Linked DNA regions of Sus scrofa: region 2 is linked to region 1. Evidence: chromatin contacts called from public HiChIP or PLAC-seq data. All regions are on one chromosome and are shown on one strand. The core of a region is the stretch at or near the end of the contact, and the rest is flanking DNA. Distances in the headings are between cores, read along the strand shown. Region 1 overlaps LOC106505520 (a long non-coding RNA gene). Region 2 overlaps STX8 (a long non-coding RNA gene).

Evidence for each region. HiChIP or PLAC-seq counts read pairs in DNA pulled down with a chosen protein or histone mark.
Region 2: a contact with region 1 is called in an H3K27ac HiChIP or PLAC-seq map of alveolar macrophages. The contact joins two enhancer-like sites. A contact is called at or near these places in 1 of 5 promoter capture datasets (liver), 1 of 47 Hi-C or Micro-C datasets (embryonic fibroblasts) and 1 of 2 datasets of contacts at active chromatin or transcription factors (alveolar macrophages).

What each region holds. Positions count from the first base shown.
Region 1 is chr12:54,058,752-54,063,806 of Sscrofa11.1, forward strand. It overlaps LOC106505520 (a long non-coding RNA gene), which reads left to right. Exons shown (of 3, transcript XR_002336843.1): 2 at 1,822-1,923; 3 at 2,171-2,355. Among named protein-coding and RNA genes, the nearest start is that of PIK3R5, 14 kb to the left of the region's middle. Within about 2 kb of position 2,735, at least 1 of the 83 cell types and tissues checked has an H3K27ac peak or open chromatin away from gene starts, as enhancers often do. A contact at or near this core is called in alveolar macrophages, where this site is marked.
Region 2 is chr12:54,399,344-54,404,898 of Sscrofa11.1, forward strand. The region is part of intron 6 of STX8 (a long non-coding RNA gene); the gene reads right to left. Among named protein-coding and RNA genes, the nearest start is that of STX8, 140 kb to the right of the region's middle. Within about 2 kb of position 3,453, at least 6 of the 83 cell types and tissues checked have an H3K27ac peak or open chromatin away from gene starts, as enhancers often do. A contact at or near this core is called in alveolar macrophages, where this site is marked.

The DNA of each region.
Region 1 (5,055 bases), core at 1,485-3,984:
GTGCATATATCTTTTCAAATTGCAGTTTTGCCTGGCTGTATGCCCAGGAGTGGGATTGCTGGATCCTATGGCAAGTAAATTTTTAGTTTTTTGAGGAACCTCCATAGTGTTTTCCATAGTGGCTGCACCAATTTATATTCCCACCAGCAGTGTAGGAGGGTTCCCTTTCCTCCACACCCTCTCCAGCATGTGTTATTTGTAGACTTTCTAATGATGGATATTCTGTCTGGTGTGAGGTGGTCCCTCATGGTACTTTTGATTTGCATTTCTTTAATAATTAGTGATGTTGAGCATCTTTTCATGTGCCTGTTGGCCATCCGTATGTCTTTGGAGAAATGTCTATTTAGGTCTTCTGCCCATTTTTTGATTGGGTTGTTTGGTTTGTTGTGGTCAAGTTGTATGAGTTGTTTGTATATTTTGGAGATTACACCCCTGTCAGTCTCATTGTTTGCAGTTATTTTCCCCCATTCTGGAGGTTGTCTTTTTGTTTTGTTTATGGTTTCCTTTGCTGTGCAAAAGCCCATAAGTTTGATTAGGTCTCATGTGTTTATTTTTGTTTTTATTTCATTGCATTGGGAGACGGACCTAAGAAAACACTGGTATGATTTCTAGGAGTTCCCGTTGTGGCTCAGTGGTTAACGAATCCGACTAGGAACCATGAGGTTGCGAGTTCGATCCCTGGCCTTGCTCAATGGGTTAAGAATCTGGTGTTGCTGTGAGCTATAGTGTAGGTTGCAGATGCGTCTCGGATCCCGCGTGGCTGTGGTGTAGGCCGGCGGCTACAGCTCCAATTTGACCCCTAGCCTGGGAACCTCCATATGCCGAGGGAGCGTCCCTAGAAAAAGACAGACAGACAGACAGACAGACAGACAGACAGAAGAAAGAAAACACTGGTATGATTTCTATGTTTTGCCTGTGATCTCTTTTAGAAAGTTTATGGTGCTGTATCTTACGCTTTGCAACTTTAAAAAATGTAATTCCAAAACTACTTCAACATACGATCTTTAAAAAGAAAAAAAATACCATACATCCCACAAACTTTTGAAAAACTTCCCCTTTCATTTTCTCTGTTACTACAACTTATAAAGAAAACTACCTACCACACTCTTCTCTATGACATGGATTTAAAAACTTGACATAAGATCAGCACTAATTATACCCAAGCTTGAATTAAAACGGTGATGTGCTCTGACAAGGTAGAGTTTATTCAAGGGATTGCAGATCATGGGTGAGCCTAAAGGGATTCAGACCTAGTCAGTGCCTCCAGCTGGACTGGTTGCCCACACACGTACCTGGTTAAAAGTCGGGGCCCAAAGTTCCCACGGTGGTTCAGTGGGTTAAGAACCTAACTAATGTTCATGCAGATTCAATCCCTGGCCTCCCTCAGTGGGTTAAGGATCTGGCGTGGCTGTGAGCAGTGGTGTAGGTCTCGGAGGTGGCCCGGATCTGGCATGGCTGTGGCTGTGGCTGTGGCGTCGGCCCAGAGCTGCAGCTCCAATTCAGCCCCTAGCCTGGGAACTTCCATATGCCACGGGTGCAGCTCTAACAAAAAGAAAAAGAAAAAAAAGGAGAGAAAAAAGTCAGGGACCTGAGAGGAGGATTCAAGGGTGGGCCTTGGGTTCCAGATAAGGAATGGCCTTTAATGGAAGCTCCAGAAGGTCAACATAGGAGAGGCCTAGGGTCTGACCGATCCATCACCATTCTAGAATTCAGATTGTATGTTTGGAGAGGAGCTGATGGGCCACCCCCACCCCCACCCCGCCCAAGCCCTTAGTGTTGTTACGGGTGGAGTGTGACCTCTGTCCCCGGTCAACCTCACAGGTCAGCATCGGAACCTTCTGGGCAAAGAGCTTCAGGCAGAAGCCATGAGAGACTGTTTCCATCAGGATCTTGGAAATCCAGGGCACAGCAGCGAACAAGCAGGTGAGAGGGGCGGGCGGGGTTGGGGTACACGGGAGCCCCCCGTGCAGGCGGCTTTGCCGGAGGGCTGGAGCAGGAGTCAGGCACTCAGACGTCTCTAGAAGCCGGACAGCCGAGACAGAAGCGGGGAGGTGGTGTTAATTCGTTAGATCACGGCGCTTCGTGGTAGCATCGCCAACGCTCTGTGCCTCCTGAAACAAACGCTATTGCGATTTCACTCCTTTTTTTTGTTTTTTTTTTTTTTTTTCAGTTCAGTAAGGTTTTCTTTCCCTTGCACATGTCTTCTGGTCTTCCTATGAGTTTCGTGGCTGGTGGCATCTCACACGTATCCTTTCAATAGGCCCACTCTGTGGGTTAAACACATAGGCATAGGAGTTCTGTTGTGGTGCAGCGGAAACCAATCCGACTAGGAACCATGAGGTTGCGAGTTCGATCCCTGGCCTTGATCAGTGGGTTAAGGAGCCGGGGTTGCCAAGAGCTGTGGTGTAGGTCGCAGACGTGGCTCGGATCCTGTGTCACTGTGGCTGTGGTATAGACCGGCAGCCGTGGCTCCGACTGGACCCCTAGCCTGGGAACCTCCATATGCTGCGGATGTGGCCCTAAAAAGCAAAAAAAGCAAACAACAGTAAAAACCACGGAGGAATACTCTTCACTTGCACTGAGAAACATGTGCGCTCCCATTTCCCCCAGAACACATTTCCCTCTTGGCCCCTTTTGTTTTTCCACCTTTGCTGGAGGCATGATTACAGGACGTTTCACTTTCACCTCCTTCCACTGTGAGGAAAACAACCTCACAGATAGAAAAAAGGGGAACTGACCCTTGACCCTGAGGCCTGGGAACAATGTGGTAGGGAGACAGTAGCCTGGCGAGGATGCAGATGAGGAGCCCTCTAAAGCACCCCCACCCAGGGGCAGCTTCAGCCCACTGTGACCCTGTGGCAACGCAGGACAGATGTGGTCAGATCGGATCACTGGTGAAGCGAAAGCAAAAATCAGAACTCTTCATCTGAAATCGCCTGATTTTTTTTTTTTCAGAAGTGCTGGGAACGCATTTGAAACAGTATGTTCCCCCCCCTGGCAGGCCACACCAGCTGCGACCTCCTGCCTTTCAGGGTGTGACATCTGGTCCATGTTATAGCCGTGGGGGTTGGACCAGTGAGACCTGAGTTATTCCTGTCAATGGGAGCTCATTTGTTCCCACTGGCTCCAGAGACACAGTTTACACAAGGGGCGGGCTTCAGTGTTAAAGGTTTATTAATATAGTTCATCGTAGGAACAGGACACAGGATGCGCCCTGGTGAACACTCTGGGTGACAGAGAACAGAAAGACCTTGTCGAGATGATAAATGTTTTGGTCTCAGTCCACCCGACAAAGTGATGCCTGCTGATGACCTGGGATGGCTCATAATAGAGCCACCATGCCGATAACATAGTCCTTCATGACAAAGGCCTCCTACGACAACAAGGAGCAAACCAAGGGTGGCACACACGGCAGAGTGTCGACCGTATTCTGAAATTCAAGGGGAAACCCCGAGAAGAAAACCCATCAAGACACAATTGGGGGCGGAAGCGTCAAGCTTATCATTACCAGCTGAAGATATGATTGACTGCCTGGGAAACCCTGGCCAATGGGCAGAGGAATTTTTAGGCCTTAGGAGAGAGCGCAGCAAAGTAGCTGGACTAAAAAAGAAATCTGTGCCTCCGAGTAGTTTCCTCTACACAGCAGGGACCAAAGAGAAGAGAGCTCGTTCATCCAACAACAAAAAGGCCTAAGAAAAGGAAAATCAGGAGACCCGAAGTAGCCAAAACTGTCTTGAAAAAGAAGAGCAAAGTTGGAGGACTCAAGTGCCCTGATTTCCAAACTTACCACAAAGCTACAGACAGATGCGTGGTTGAGAGGCCAGAAATAAACTCTGACATTTGCAATTGATTGTTGGTGAGGGTGTGCCAAGACAGTTCAAAGGGGCAGAGACTTGTTTTTCAAAAATGATGCTAAGAAAATTGGATGCCTGATCCAAAAACAAAAGGGGGGGGAGAAAAAGAAAAGGAGTCCCTACTTCACCCTACACACAAAAATTAACACAAAAGGAATGGAAGACCTAAATGTAAGAGTTAAAACTATACAAGTCTTAGAAGAAACATGGGAGTAGCTCTTCCTGACCTTGGCCCGTGCAGTGGTTGTTAAGATAAGACCTCAGAAGCACCAACAACCAAAGGGGCAGCGGCGGGGAAACAGATGAGGTGGACGTCATAAGAATTGAAAACTTTTGTGCTTCAAGGACACCATCGAGAAACAATAAGTGGAGTTCCCGTCGTGGTGCAGTGGCAAGGAATCCGACTAGGAACCATGAGGTGGCGGGTTTGATCCCTGGCCTCCCTCAGTGGGTTAAAGATCCGGCGTTGCCGTGAGCTGTGGTGTAGGTTGAAGATGCCGCTTGGATCTGGCGTGGCTGTGGTGTAGGTCGGAGGCTACAGCTCCGATTGGACCCCTAGCCTGGGAACCTCCATATGCCGTGGGTGCGGCCCTAAAAAGACAAAAAGAGACAGAAAAAAAGAAACAAAAGGCAACCCGTAGAATGGGAGAAATTTTTGCAAACCATGAATATGAGAAGGGATTTTCATCTAGAATACGTGAAGAACTCCTAGGAGTTCCTGTTGTGGCTCAGCAGTAGCAAATCCAACTAGTATCCAAGAGGATATGGGTTCAACCCCTGACCTCGCTCAGTGGGTTAAGGATCCGCATTGCTATGGCTGTGGTGTAGGCCGGCAGCTGTAGCTCTGATTCAACCCCTAGCTGGGAACGTCCACATGCCGTGGGTGCAGCCCTAAAAAGCAAAAAAAAAAAAAGACTATATTAAGAACTCCTGGAGTTCCTGTCATGGCTCAGTGGTTAACGAATCCAACTAGGAACCATGAGGTTTCAGGTTCGATCCCTGGCCTTGCTCAGTGGGTTCAGGATCCGGTGTTGCCGTGAGCTGTGGTGTAGGTCACAGACTCGGATCAGATCTGGTGCTGCTCTGGCTGTGGCGTAGGCCAGTGGCTACAGCTCTGATTCGACCTCTAGCCTAGGAAGCTCCATATGCTGCAGGTGCAGCCCGAAAAAGACAAAAAGACAAAAACAAAAAACACTGTAGT
Region 2 (5,555 bases), core at 2,203-4,702, 340 kb after region 1:
ACTGAATACTAAATATGCACAATTCACCCAAAAGAAGGCAAGAAAGGAAGCACAGAGAAACAAAGAACAGACTGGACAAAAGACCATAAATACCTAGATGGCAGACTTAAACCCAACCATATCGTATTAAATATAAATGGACTAACTCCTCAATTGAAAGACAAAGAATGTCGGCCAAGATTAAAAACATACAACAAAACTACATGCTTTCACAAGAAACTAACTTCAAATATAAAGCACAGCAAGTGTTTGCATGAGAGAGTTGACATAACAATAGCAGTATCAGACCAGATAGATTTTAAGCCAAAGAGTATGATCAGAGATAAAACAAAAGCTTTCATCACGTGACAAAAATGGAAAAATCCCCATTATTTGAATATTAAGGAAACAATCCCTAAGTAACCCAGGGAACAAAAATGAAATCCCAAATTGGAAAGCAGTTGCCTACGGGGTGGGGGGTGGGGGTGGGGGTGGGGTGGGGTGGGTACAGGAGAATTCCACGATGGGAATTCCCAGGGAAATGCAAATTTAAACCATAATAAGATACTGCTTCACACCCATTATGATGCTAAAATTACAGAGTGAGGATACTAACCATAGGGAAATATTAATTAATACTGAAGGCAACTGCAGAGATGTAGACGTCATTTCTATTCTAGTTAACCACAGCTACTCTATGACCTACAAATGTCACACCTCGGAATTTACCAAACAGGAATAAAAACATATTTCTCATAAAGACCTGTACAAAAATATACACAGCAGCCTCACTCATTAGAACTCAAACTAGAAACCACCTAATACCCATCCACAGGAGAATGGATAAGCCAAGGGTGGTATGACAATACAGTGGAATACGGTTCAGACAGAAAAGCAAAGAGCATCTTTTAAACACAATGACCATATAAATCTCAAAAGCATTCTGTCGGCAAAATAATAATATGCAGTTCATCCTTCCATTTATGTGAAGTATAAAAGGACAAACCTAACCTATTGGACAGATATTAGAAAGCAGTTGCCTCTGGGGTGGGAGTGGGATGGGTACTGACTGGAAACGGACACAGGAGAATTTTCTGGGAGGATGGAAATGTTTCAAATAGTCACAAATACATGCAGCTGTCAAAATGCATAGAACTGAATGCTAAAGATCTCTGCACTTTGCTGTATGTAAATTATACCTCAATGAACAGTGTAAATCGAAACAAGGAGAAGTTCGTGTTGTGGCTCAGGGGGTTAAGGATCTGGTGTTGCCACAAACTGCAAGGTCAAAGATGTGGTTTGGATCCGGTGTTGCTATGGCTGTGCCACAGGCTGGCAGGTGCAGCTCAGGTTGGATCCCTGGCCTGGGAACTTCCATAGGCTGTAAGTGCAGCCATTAAAAATAAATAAATAACAGAAAGAAAGGGAGGAAGGAAGGGAGAAAGAAAGAACGGGGACCTACTGTATGATATAGGGAACTATATGCAATGTTTCGTAATAACCTAGAATGGAAAAGAATATGTAGGCACAGATAACTGAATCACTTTGCTGTATACGGGAAATACAACACTGTAAGTCAACTATACTTCCATCAAAAAGTTGTTTGTTTTGAAATGTGTGTGCATGTCAGGAAAAAAAAAAAACTTCAAGTTTAAAAAATCATGATGCTTCTTTGATTTTCCAGAAAGGAAGGAAGGACAGGCTCAAAGGGGTTTGGTGGTCAGAGAGACCTACATTTGTGTCTGCTGGCAAGACAAAATATATGACTTAGAATAACAAAATTTTTGACCTGCAAGCTCCTTCCCTTCAGAGTGCATCCCCCAGCGGCATCTGCAACCTACACCACAGCTCATGGCAATGTCGGATCCTTAACCCATTGAGCGAGGCCAGGAATTGAACCCACAACCTCATGGATGCTAGTCAGATTCGTTTCTGCTGTGCCATGACGGCAACTCCAGGATGGATAGCCTTTTACTCAACACCCACAGGGCTGGGTAACAGGAAGCTCATGTTCCATGGCTGAGCTAGAGGGCGACCCTGGTCATTATAAGGGTCTGTATTTTGAGCTGAAAATCTGCCTGCTTTTAACATCCACCTTCTCTGCTAGAACGACACATGCCAGGGTTCTTCCTTCCACAAGACAATTCTCCTCACATAACTCCTCTGCCTTGTCTCCACCTGCAGACACCCAGCTTGGATGGTTGACAGAGCCTCGGAGGAGGTGACACCTGGCTCTTGCAACATCGCTGTGTGCTGAACCTGGATCCATCTGCTCAGGTTTGGATTAGTCAACACAAAACACGCTGAGTTTAGATATAGCGGCAGATATAAAAGCAAGTAGTTTGATGTGCCACTCCACATGGCTCTTCAGACTACCCCACGGTAACAGCTAAGCTCCCCAGAGCTGCTCAGTATGTTGTTGTCATGCAAATAATCACACTCGGGATTGCATATGTCTTAATGCCACACATGTAATCTAAAATTCAGACTTAATGAGCTTCTAGCACTGTAAGAAAGTGCAAAATATCCCTTGTCGGGTACGAAATAAATATGTCAGCTGTTACCTGTTAACTGGGATTCTAGATGGAGCTCTCATTAAATCTGTAAATATTTATAACTTAGAGGTAAAGAAAAAAATTGAAGGAGATTAGCTAAGCAAAAATCAGTAGTCAACGCTGAAGGGGTTCATATGTTTTGTTTTGTTTTCTTTTTAGGGCTGCACCTGTGGCATATGGTAAATTCCTAGGCTAGGGATTCAATCAGAGCTGCAGCCACAGCCACCCCAGATCCGAGCCACACCTGCGACCTGTGCCACAGCCTTTGGCAAGGCCTCATCCTGAATCCACTGAGCGAGGCCGGGGATTGAACCCAAATCCTCATGGATACTTAAGCCGCTGAGCCACAACAGGAATTCAGAAGGGGTTAATGTTTTCATCTCAGCCTAAACACAAAGTTTTTCGTCTTGATTGGTAAATCCCATCTGATTACTAGTTTATTTGTTTTGAAGGAAAAAACAAAACTATTTTAAAGTGATAAAAATGATTTCACAGCAGTTTATAAGTGAGAGGGAACAAGAGTCCAAGATTATCCACACACCCCAGGAGTCACAGCTACGGACTCCTTTCTAAGATTTTGACATAAACATATATATTTTTTATGTAATTGCAATATATGAGCCTTTTGCCCCCTGTTAACGTATCATTTGTACTCTTTCATGTTGTTACAAAGTCTTTAGAGTTATAATTTCTAATGGTTACAAAATATTCATTCCATTAAATAAACATTCATTAAAAATAGCCCACTGTGGGAAGCTTAGGCTCTTTCCCTATGTCTCCATAATGAGTCAATGAATTCTTTCCTCCATTTTCATCTTCCTTCTCATGTATCATTTCCTGAAGTTAACTAAATGTGATGATGACTGCCCCATGGATGGTGCAAGATACCGCCACATCGGTTTTTACAAGGGTTGTGCTGCCACTGCTGGCTGGCTTGACAGAATTCACCCCACTGGGCAGCATGACCTCACAGGGCAGTTCCCAAGGGTGGGGAGCCTGGGGGAATTCCCACCTTGCAGCCTGGTAGCTTCTAAGGGGGGAATTTCCCCAGCCACTGTCTATTAGGAGCAAATTAAACACAGGTTTCAGACTATAGGGCGAGAAAGCACCACTGACTTGTTCAGATTCCTGACAGTACAGCCTCCAAAGAGCAACTGCTATTTTGCTTCCCGGTAACTATTTGCATCGAGAAAGCTTATGTTTCTATCATATGTTAACTTGAGATACCAAGTGCCAATCCAACACAGAATGGGGAAAATGGACCATGTAACGTGGGACAAGAAACTGAGAGGACCGAAAGAAGAAAGATATATTTTCCAGATCCAAATAATACATCTGAATCTAATTGTGTTTAAGTTTTTCCTCTGTTCAATTATAGCTTTAGGACAGCCTATCTAAGAGCAGAAAGCATGCTGTACATTTTCAGCTAAGTTTGGTGCCTTTTTGTATTCCTAGTGGAAGCTGGCACTCCCAAAGTCCTTATGTTATTATGCCTTTCCCTTACATCACTAATGACATGTGAAGACAAACATTGAAAAGACTCACTCTGGAGGTCCCTTGTGCCTCAGTGGATTAAAGACCCGGTTCTGTCACTTTTGTGGCTCAGGTTGCTGCTGTGGCGTGGGTTCGATCCCTGGCCCAGGAACTTCTGCATGCCTCAGGTGTGGCCATAAATAAATAAATAAATAAATAAACTTAAAAACAAAAACAAGGAATAAAGACCTTTTCTTGAGGGCATTAGTTTAACTCCCGTTATTCCCCACAATGGAAACTCAACATGCAGCGGATGACAATACGCTTCTCTGCACACTAGGGAACCAGGGACAGAAAGAAGGGCAATCTGTGACTCAGCAGAGGAAGAGGAACATCTCAGCCACAGTGCCCTGTGACAGGGCAGCTGGCGGGGAGTCCCTGCACCCCCAGACAGAGCTTCTGGGAAGCACTTGAGCTTTGGAGGCCTAGGCCTACTCGCGTCTTAAGCAGGGACAGGTGGGCCAGGCTGGGCAGAAAGCACAGGCAAATTTCCTTCTTCACCCACCATTAGGCCCGTGGTCCCTCAGTCTTCCATCACTGGGGTGAAACATATAACGGAGGCCAACGTGACGGTTGAACTCTTCTCACCTTCTAACCACAGACTCACTGACCTCTGTGTGTGAAGAGGAGCAACAAGCTAATGGGATTAATAAAGAGCAAGCATTCCAGGAAAAAACCTCACTTCCACCCTAGAAAATACAATTCCTTCTAGAAAAGGAGGCACCTTGAGAAAGTGGTTTCTTTTTTAAAAACAAGATTCAAGAGGTCACAAAATTGGTGTAACAGAATAGAGCCACAATGAGAAACCAACTAAGTTTTAAGAAAGAGTACTTAGAAACACTTTGTCAAAAACCACAGTGTAGGAGTTCCCGTCGTGGCGCAGTGGTTAACGAATCCGACTAGAAACCATGAGGTTGCGGGTTCGGTCCCTACCCTTGCTCAGTGGGTTAACGATCTGGCGTTGCCGTGAGCTGTGGTGTAGGTTGCAGACACGGCTCGGATCCCGCGTTGCTGTGCCTCTGGCGTAGGCTGGGGGCTACAGCTCCGATTAGACCCCTAGCCTGGGAACCTCCATATGCCGCGGGAGCAGCCCAAGACATAGCAACAACAACAACAACAAAAGACAAAAAGACAAAAAAAAAAAAAAAAAAACAAACACAGTGTAGGGAGCTAAAGATTGGAATCTAAATAAAAGATTTAATTAGAAAACAAATTGGAATAATCTCCTGGAAGTCACAGAAAAAGGTTAAAGAGGACGAAATATGGGAGGGAAAAAAAAAAAAAAAGAAACAGATCTGGATAGAGATCTAGGAAAAGAGAAAAAGCAAGAGTAACTGAAGAGATAATAAATTTTCTTTTTAACAAGAACCAGAATCTCATAATAATCAAAACTTCCAAGATCCAATCCAAAACTAGGCAGCATAAGAAGCACCAGAAAATCTCAAGATGCAAGAGAAAAGGACAATCAGCAAATGCCAATGCTGAGAT